3 separate regions of the Mus musculus genome follow, and regions 2 and 3 are each linked to region 1. Evidence: chromatin contacts called from public promoter capture Hi-C data. All regions are on one chromosome and are shown on one strand. Each heading gives the region's core, a stretch centred on a gene start, on an enhancer-like site or on the middle of the called end of the contact. The rest is flanking DNA. Distances are from core to core; before and after follow the strand shown.

Evidence for each region. Promoter capture Hi-C pulls out the DNA fragments that hold promoters and counts their contacts.
Region 2: a promoter capture Hi-C map of hippocampal neurons shows a contact between it and region 1, with 2.6 times the contacts expected there. The contact joins the promoter of B230307C23Rik here to the promoter of Dscam in region 1. A contact is called at or near these places in 2 of 39 promoter capture datasets (cranial neural crest and hippocampal neurons).
Region 3: a contact with region 1 is called in a promoter capture Hi-C map of embryonic stem cells, with 5 times the contacts expected there. The contact joins the promoter of Sh3bgr here to the promoter of Dscam in region 1. A contact is called at or near these places in 2 of 39 promoter capture datasets (embryonic stem cells and liver) and 2 of 115 datasets of contacts at active chromatin or transcription factors (astrocytes and embryonic stem cells).

The regions. Positions count from the first base shown.
Region 1 is chr16:97,169,269-97,172,015 of GRCm38.p6, forward strand. It overlaps Dscam (DS cell adhesion molecule), which reads right to left and starts at 1,467. Exons shown (of 33, transcript NM_031174.4): 1 at 966-1,467. The coding sequence starts at 1,008.
Region 2 is chr16:97,996,067-97,998,782 of GRCm38.p6, forward strand. It overlaps B230307C23Rik (RIKEN cDNA B230307C23 gene), which reads left to right and starts at 1,270. Exons shown (of 4, transcript NM_001362093.2): 1 at 1,270-1,370. The coding sequence starts at 1,368. It overlaps C030010L15Rik (a long non-coding RNA gene), which reads right to left. Exons shown (of 5, transcript XR_001781957.2): 3 at 1,631-1,721; 4 at 860-1,385.
Region 3 is chr16:96,198,889-96,201,875 of GRCm38.p6, forward strand. It overlaps Sh3bgr (SH3-binding domain glutamic acid-rich protein), which reads left to right and starts at 1,582. Exons shown (of 8, transcript NM_015825.2): 1 at 1,582-1,860. The coding sequence starts at 1,816.

The sequences.
Region 1 (2,747 bases), core at 217-2,716:
TCTCAATGGTTTAATTTTAACTGTCAGCAGGTTATACGTTTTATGCAGATGTTCCACATTTAAGATGGGTATTGAAGCCCTGGATGCTTCCAAGCGGTACCAAATGATAACAGTTCCCTCTCTTTGCCACAGGAGAGAAAGCCATTCATACATGTAAGTTCATATTTACACTGTGACAGGCAGCCTAAGGTGCAGACACACTTACTAATTGGGTCTGACTCCATCAAAAGCCATAGATTCTAAATATCAGGAAGAAAGCATCTCAAAAGGCTATACTGAGCTGCGCATGAGGGGGAAACACCATGTACAACATTCACCAATTTCACTTTTATAAGTATACAGGTGATTTTTAAAAAATTTGTCAACATTACAGATGATGTAATGCCTAGCAGTGCATATTTTTACATACACTACTGCGAGGAACATGTAGTGTCCAGGGGACGAGGGGGATGCAGACAGACGCATCTTTCCCACAGCCTTCAAGGATAAACTGTAGCAGAATTAAAGCGGAGGCTTTAAGGCTCAAGAGTGCAGAACCTGAGGGCTACTGTCTTAATTGACCCCTGCACCTGCCTACGCTCCTAACGCCATGTCCTTTTCTGGTTATGATATTCAAAGTGGCAATGATCATCTCCCTTCTCTTCTTCCCAAACCTGCCTGGCTCTGATGAGGTAGCTGTCTAGCTCTGGAGTTAGGCTTTGAGCTGGCACTTGGCTAGCTAGCTAGGTAGGCTGCTTCCAACGATTGCAGAGCGATGCCTCCCCGGCCTCCTATCAGTATCGCCTAACCTCTCCAAAGCAATGCAAATATATTTTTTAAATAAATAAATAAACGCATGCACGAACATTCCAACCCGGATAGGAAAGGAAAGGGAAAAGACTTCACCCATGCATTCAACCCCCTACACCGCACCCATCCCCCGGGCCCCTTCCCAGACAGGAATCAGCACAGACCGCAAGGCTCACCATTCGCGAAGCTCTGGAACAAGGAGAGAGCCAGTATCCACATGCCCCTGCTGCTGCCCGGCCTCCCGCGAGCCAGCGAGCCAGCGAGCGAGCCACGCGCCGGCCTCGCCCCCCGCGCTGCGCTGCGCTCCGCCGCGCCCGGCCCGGCTCCGCTTGCTGCCCGCCACCTGCCCGGGGGCCGCCCAGCCGCCCAGCCGCGCTCCCCGCTTGCTGCGCCCCCGCACACCTGCTCCCGGGCGCCGCGCCCCGCGCCGCGGACACAGCCCAGGTGCGCCGTGCGCTCGGCTCGGCTCAGCGGGCCGCGGGCAGCCAGGCGCGGGCGCACAGCCGCAGCCGCGGGCGCGAGCTCATGCCGGGCGCCCCCCGATGCGCAGCGCGGCCAGGCGGCGGCCTCCCGGGCGCCGGCCTCACCCTCCGCAGCCAGGCAGCAGGCGCGCGGCCAGGCTCATCCTGCTGCGGCGGCCTCGGGCGCCGGGTCCCCTGTGCTGCCCTTCCCTGCCTGAGCCCGGCGGGCCGCGCGCGGAGGCGAGCGGGGACCCCTCCCCTGCTCTGGCCGCTGGGGCGCTCTGCAGTCTTAAAGCAGCAGCAGAGGAGTGCGGCGGATCACGCAGTCGGCGGGACCCAGGGCTCAGAGGCTCAGAGGCTCAGAGACGCGTCCCCACACAGCCCATCGTGTGTAGCTCTGTTCTTGCAGGTTGTTAATGAGATGCGGCCGGGGGCTGACCACTCCGGAAGGGTGCCAGCTAGGCAGAGGTGACCGCGAGGCGTTAGCAGTTTTGATGCGATGTGCAGCAGGATTCGGAGTCCGTATTGACTCCCTGAAAAGTCTAGTCCATCTGCCTAGAGGGAAATGCTGCCTTGGAGTCCTCGCGGCTCCTGGGAAGAGCTCTCTGACTTCACTGGCTGATTTTTAATTATCTTTAATACATACTAGGGTGCAAACATGAGCGATTCTAATTTTGGTCTCTGAGTGGTGTATAAAAACTGATTAAAATAGCTGATAGTGCGTATTGAGTCCCAACATGCAACCCCTTTCTTGGCACAGCAGACCATGGCCTAAATGGGTCTCCAGAAAGATCTTGAAGTAATGATACTATTTCAACAAAGGCCCTTCAAAAAGCACATATCCGTATCTGGCACTTTACAAAATAATGACCCACAGAGTCAGAATGTGCCCTGATTTAAAGTCTAACATTGAATGCACACGGCCAGGACTATGGACTGGGAAAGCTTTGAGGGAAGGCAAGAGAGGACCATTTCATGGGAAATGGAGATAGTTTCGCAGACTATCAGGCATCTTCTGCCTGAACTACATGTGCACTTACAGATTAGGCACCCCTAAAACGGCTCACAGAATAGCCCAGAAAAGCAAATGTTGAGGCAGAAATAAAATGGTGCTTTACCAGGGCTGGGCACAAGATGGCCAGGCCCTGTGTTAGGAAGGGTCAGCTGAGCCCTGACGCCGCACTGGCTGCCATTGCTCTGCAGCTGTAGGTGGTCACGTGCTGCCGCCCACTCAGGCTGCGCCTCCAGCTCTGCCAGCTACACACGAACCCCAGTGTCCTCTGCCTTTGCATGCAAAGGGTGTTTCTTCACTCCCTGTTCCTCAAAGCTGTGCTCCCTGGCAGGCAGTGGGCCTGATTTCCCTCCCTGCATTCCTGTTCTTTTAGGGCACAATTCTTCAGGTACTCCAACCATCTTAAGGCTCAGCTGGGGCTTGGTAGCCAAGCACTCAAGACAAAGCTGAGGCAGACAGCTTGGAGTCAAACCACTACCTCCACT
Region 2 (2,716 bases), core at 20-2,519, 830 kb after region 1:
GGTCAGAGAAGTTATGGGATGGGAGTATAAGGAGCAGAGGTGGGGAGAAGGAGCTAGCAAGGCATGCAGGGGGGAGGGAGATGGAGAGGGAAGTGGAGGGAGGAGGGGGAAGGGCAGGAGAAGGAGGAAGGAGGAGGCAGAGAGAGAGAGAGAGAGAGAGAGAGAGAGAGAGAATGAAACAGAGAGACAAAGAGTACAAACTGTCAGGATTATATAGGAAGATCTTCTGGAGACAGGAAAGCTCAGGGTACAAGGTGGGGTCTGCCAACTTTGCTATGTAACAGGTGGAGACTGAGGAGAGCTGGGAGAACCTGGAGGTTCAGCTGTAACCTTCCCAGCCTTGAGCAGGCTAAGCAGACCTTGAACATTCATCTTGACAGGCCTTATCAAGCTGGATAGAGACATGTGTCTTGGCTGCAGTTGCAGGTTCCCATGGGAACTTAGCTGTTTTGGCTGCCTGTGCTGACCTTGTTCTACAACATATTCCAGCTAAAGAAGGGGATGGGTTTTGTGGTTTTTCCCTTTATAAACGTAAAGCCTATTATTAAACTTTGAGTCTTGATCAGAATCTTTGTCTTGACTTCATTCTTCTCTCGCGTACCCCCCACCCCCATCTTTTCATTTCCAGCACCCCTTTCAGGTAAACTCAGTTCTCCCGCGGCTGCTGGATGGCTCCACCCAGCCAGCTTTGGTGTGTTAAATATATGCAGATCAGAAGCTGGTCCCGGGTCTGAATCCCAACCGCAACAAAACTATTGTTTCCCCAAATCTCTTTTTAATCGTTAATATCCTGGGCACCCTTCCGCTTGTAGGACAGATTGATAACTCCACTGCAAGTTGAGCTATGCAAGCTAACTACCTTGATTCCAGGAGGAAGGCAAACAGTCTACTGAGTGAGGAAAGCTCAGGCTGAAAAGTCAAGGACTTGCTGAGCACGGGGTCAACTGTTCACATAGGGGAGGAGCAAGCGGCTGAGCAGTGATAGGTGCAGTGGTGGTTCCTCCCTGGGGCTGTGCGGGGAGACAGAAGGGTAGGCTATTGGAGGACCGGCACAAGTATTACAGAAATGAAAATCCCTGTAGATCTGGAAAAGGTCGTCCCTGGATTTGAAGCTTGGTCTGAGAACTTCTACACTGTGTGGCTTCAGCACACTCTAACTCTAAGGGAGGTGCTCGACTCACTCAAGACTTACTGGCCAATCAGAGCCTCCAGGCAGACCTGCGTGTCAGAAGAGAAGGCGGGTTTTCCGGGTGCGGTGGTGTCGGTTTCGCTTCCTGGTTGAGTGCTTGAATGGTTCTGTGTGCCGTGCTCCGTTTCCTGCGGTTGGATGCTGTGGATTGTGCACAGGCAAGCTCCGAAGTTGCGACATGGTAAGCACAGGGTCACTGCCAACAATGGGGAGAAGCAGGGGTCTCAGCAGCGCGAGCTGGTGTGGTGGGGCTTTCACAGGACTGAATGGGAATCGGCGGCCACGTGTGAGGTCCTAGCCACTTGGGGGACCCAGCTGTAGCCTCTGAATAACTTCACTGTGGGGGCTGCATCTGTGCAGAGCATTTGGCCTGTGTGTAGAAAGATCTTTGGCATGATCCCAAACTCAGAGAGTACTAGTTTCTGCAAGTTCTGTTCTTACCATTTGCCATTAAGGTGGACAATCCATTGGAGTTAATTTTGTGGAGGTTGTAAAAGACATCTCATGTGCTGGGTAGCAATCCAATATCAAGCTGTGATGTAAAAGTGCAGGATTAATGATCTAAAGGATTTACTAAAGCTTAGGAGATAGTAAGGCACTCCAAGTAGAATTTATCTGAGGGTGGACTGCATGTAAAACATCCCACAGATAGGTAATGTGCTAACTAGGGCTGTTAGAGATTAGGTTGCTAGGATACACAAGTTAATTCACCCGGATTGTCCAGAAATTGGGCACCAAACCATAACAAAGGAAACAAACTTGATTTACTACCATCCACTAGGTTCATCTTCATATCAAAGAGCAGGCCTCTAACAGGCTGGTCTATGGGGCCTTACAGGATCACAATCTACAGTAAGGCCTGGTGTGGCATAAAGGTTCAGTTTTCTTCTTGAGAAAAGCATAGTTCTGCCACATGGGTGAGATGATGCCTAGTGACAACCATGTGAGAAGGTAAAAAAGAAAACAAAACAAAACACTGTTGTATTGAGTGCTAAGTTACACTTTCCCTGAGGTTTCCATATATGGAGAATGACATAGCTCCTCATGAAACCCAGGAACATGCTTGGCAGAGCCAGTCACAGCTTGGGGCCTAGGCCTTGGGAGCTTTCCCTGAGGCTCTGGGTATAGAGATAAAACAGAGCTTCTTCTCTAAGACCTGGAATATGCTTGGGAGAGCTGGTAATAGTCTGGGGCCAGGGCCTTTGGGAGGGGTTGCTTCAGATTCTGAGAGCACAACTCTTCCCACCGTACGGGGTTGTGGTTATCAGTCCCAAGGCCATGAGAGACTTGGTCAGAAATTTTTTCAGATACACTGAGTTTCCCCTTGTGCAGCAACTATTTGATTAGACTTCTCCTGAGTGTGTCCCATTGTATGATGCTTCTGCTGACTTCATAGTTTCTTCATCTTTCTCCTGACTTCATAGATGTCTCCCATCTCCTTCCTTTCCCTCATGTCAATCGTGTACAAGATGGTATTCTTTAGAAGCTTACTTAGCATGAGCCATAGCTTGTGTAAGTCCTCCCCAC
Region 3 (2,987 bases), core at 332-2,831, 970 kb before region 1:
AAGACAAAGCCTTACCCCAGAAACTCATAAGACAAAGTCTTACCCTCCACCTATGCTCTTCCCCCTCTGCTGCCTCAAGAAGAACCAACAAGAAAGAAGAAACAGCCCACAGCCTACGCTATGTGTGTTTATGTGTGTCTGTCTCTGTGTGTGAGTGTGTTTGTGTATTTTTTTCCTTCCGCCATATGTATATATGTGTGTGCATGTGTGTCTGAGTGTATGTGTGTGTATATATGTACATGGGTGTGTCTGTATGTCTTTGTGTATTTGTGTGTATGTCTGTATTTGTGTGTGTGAACATGTGTGTGTATATTCGTGCGTGTGCATATGTGTATTCATGTATATGTATGTATGTATATATATATATGTGTGTGTGTGTGTGTGTGTGTGTGCATGTGGCTGTGTGTATTAGTATGCCTGTGTTTTTACTGTGTGTATACATATGTATGTGTGTGCATGTGTCTGAGTGTATGTGTGTGTATTGTATTTGTGTGCATGTGTGTGTCTTTGTGTATTCATGTGTATATATGTGTGTGCATGTGATTGTGTATGTGTGTATTTGTGTGTGTGCATGTATGTATGTGCATATTTATGTGTATATGTGTGTGCATGTGTCTCTGTATGAGTGTGCATGTTTTTTTATTGTGTGCATATGTGTGCACACATGTGTGTTTATGTGTGTCTGTCTCTGTGTGTGAGTGTGTTTGTGTATTTTTTTCCTTCCGCCATAAAGTTCTAGGGTATATATGTGTGCATGTGTGTCTCTGTGTGTGTGTTGTGTGTATATGTGTGCACACATATGTGTGTCTGTGTGTCTGAGTGTGTATGTGTGATTTGCTTTTTTTCCTTTCACTATGAAGTTCTAGGGATGAAACTCAGGAAGGTGTTCGGGCTTGCAGGCCGTTATCCAGTGAGCCACCTCATGGGTCCTTGACCTTGCTTTGAAACCCATCAGCAGAGTCTGGGCTGCTAACATTTGGGCTTTTTTTTTTTTTTTTTTTTTTTACTAGTTTTGTACTCTGATTTTTTTTAAATGCAGTTCAAATCACCTGTATAAATAAGATGCTTTAGAGCTTGTTATAAACATCCCCATCTCCCAAAGCCTTTAAAATAGGGAGATTATTTCTAGATACAGTCATCGGCAGCCACCAGCTCTGAAGTGTCAGTGAAGTTTTACAGCACCCAACAGCTGGTGGAAGGAGAAAGCAGGAAACAGGCCACTCACAGAGGAATCTCCATCCTGTGACAGTTCGTTGGGTTTTTAAATAACCCTCTAGAAAACTTTAAATCAGGAAGCCGCGCTTCATTTAAGTGGCCAGTGCGGCTGTTTCAGTCTTCACAGTTCTGTGGTCTGTCCAAGGCCTGGTGAATCCAGCCTGGTTCTGGATAAGGTGACTTTTTCTGGGCTTTTCCCTAGGCTCTGGACAACTCGCTTCTTTTCCACACCCCACAGTTTCCAGAGCCCCGCCTCTTCTGCCCTAGGCACCTCTCCATGGGTCTGTGATTGGTGCGCTCCCGAGCTCTCAGCCTGGCCTTTTAGGGACTGTTGTTAGGCCTTTAAAGTGATAAGGGAAAGGGTCCAGTGGCTGCTTTTATCAGCCAATCGTTTTCCTGACATCCCAAACGGAGGGGGAAGCCCGGGATGCCTCCCCGTTGCTCTTTAGCCTCTTGGTTGGAGGGGAGGGCTGGGAGCAGAGGCTTGGATCACCGCCAGCCCTGACCTGGCACCTGCTCCCCCGGGCGTCACTGCGGGATTTGTCCAGCGACTTCCCTAGCAGGGGTGTGTTAGGGGGAGTCCTCTTTCCGACTGTCGAAATGGTTATCAAAGTGTTTGTTGCCACATCTTCTGGGTCCATAGCGGTAGGTGTCTGGGGCTCTGTGGGCTTTCTTCCTATGTGTTTTTCTGGATAACTCCTGGTTGGAGGCAGAAGGAGTGGGTATGCCCCGGCTTTTGGCCTTGAATGCTGTTTTTGTTTTTGTGTGGGAGTCAACTGCACACTGCGGTGAGCATGAGCGCCCTGCGCTTTTTTGCCTCTGTCTTCGTGATGTTGGAAAAAGTATGTGAGTGTGTAATCTGGCAGGTTGGCGTGAAAGGTGACTGGACGGGGGGAGTGTTTCATGCTCCTTTTAACCGGTGTTTTGTGCGCTGTTGGTAGTGCTGTGTAGTTTTAGCCATTTGGAATTTTTAGTGCTTTATCATTCATTCTGTAAGACGCAGGCTAAATCTTGGAGACAGATGACGGGTCAGGGAGAGATGAATCAGATCGTCCAAACGACCTCGGGGCACAATTACTCCTATATTTGAAATAGCTGGAAACATTAGAAGATAGTAGGTATGAGCTTATTATTTGTAGAAAATGATGTCACAATGACAGCAGCAAACCCATCTGAGGCCCACAGTTTTAAATGCTCTCCTATGTGAGGGCACCTAGAGTGTGAGCTAAAAGCCCAGCTCCATATGGCTTAGCTCGGATTGCTTGAGACCACCCACTCTCTGATTCCAGCCTGCATTTATGTAGACCCGCTGGTAGAAGAAATAAGAGCAATTTAGAGACTCAGTTCTAGGTCTAGGAATGAATTGTAGGAGACTGGCTTCAGGTGGACTCTAGTGTCTGTCTTGTGAAGGTTCTAGTCAGTACTTAGCAGAAATGAGGAAGGCTGTGGGAAGAAAACAGTCTATTAATTCCAAGAGTTAGAGACCAGAGAGGGGGCTGTTTCCTTTAATAGCTGTTCCGAAGGGTCTCAGGTTGCGGCTGGAATTCTGACAGTCACTCCGCAGAGATGTTTCCAGGCCCTGGCTAAGTACCAGCCCCAACCACAATTTGCTGAAGGCCACTACACCCAACCGCGGACAATCAGGAGGATCTTCAGAGAAGGCAGGCAGAAAATAAAAGAGTTTGGCAACCCCACCCACTCGTCCAGGATGGTTTCTGTGGTTCTATTTGTTGTGTAGTATGTAGACTAACTCAGACTTGGAAATTATGACA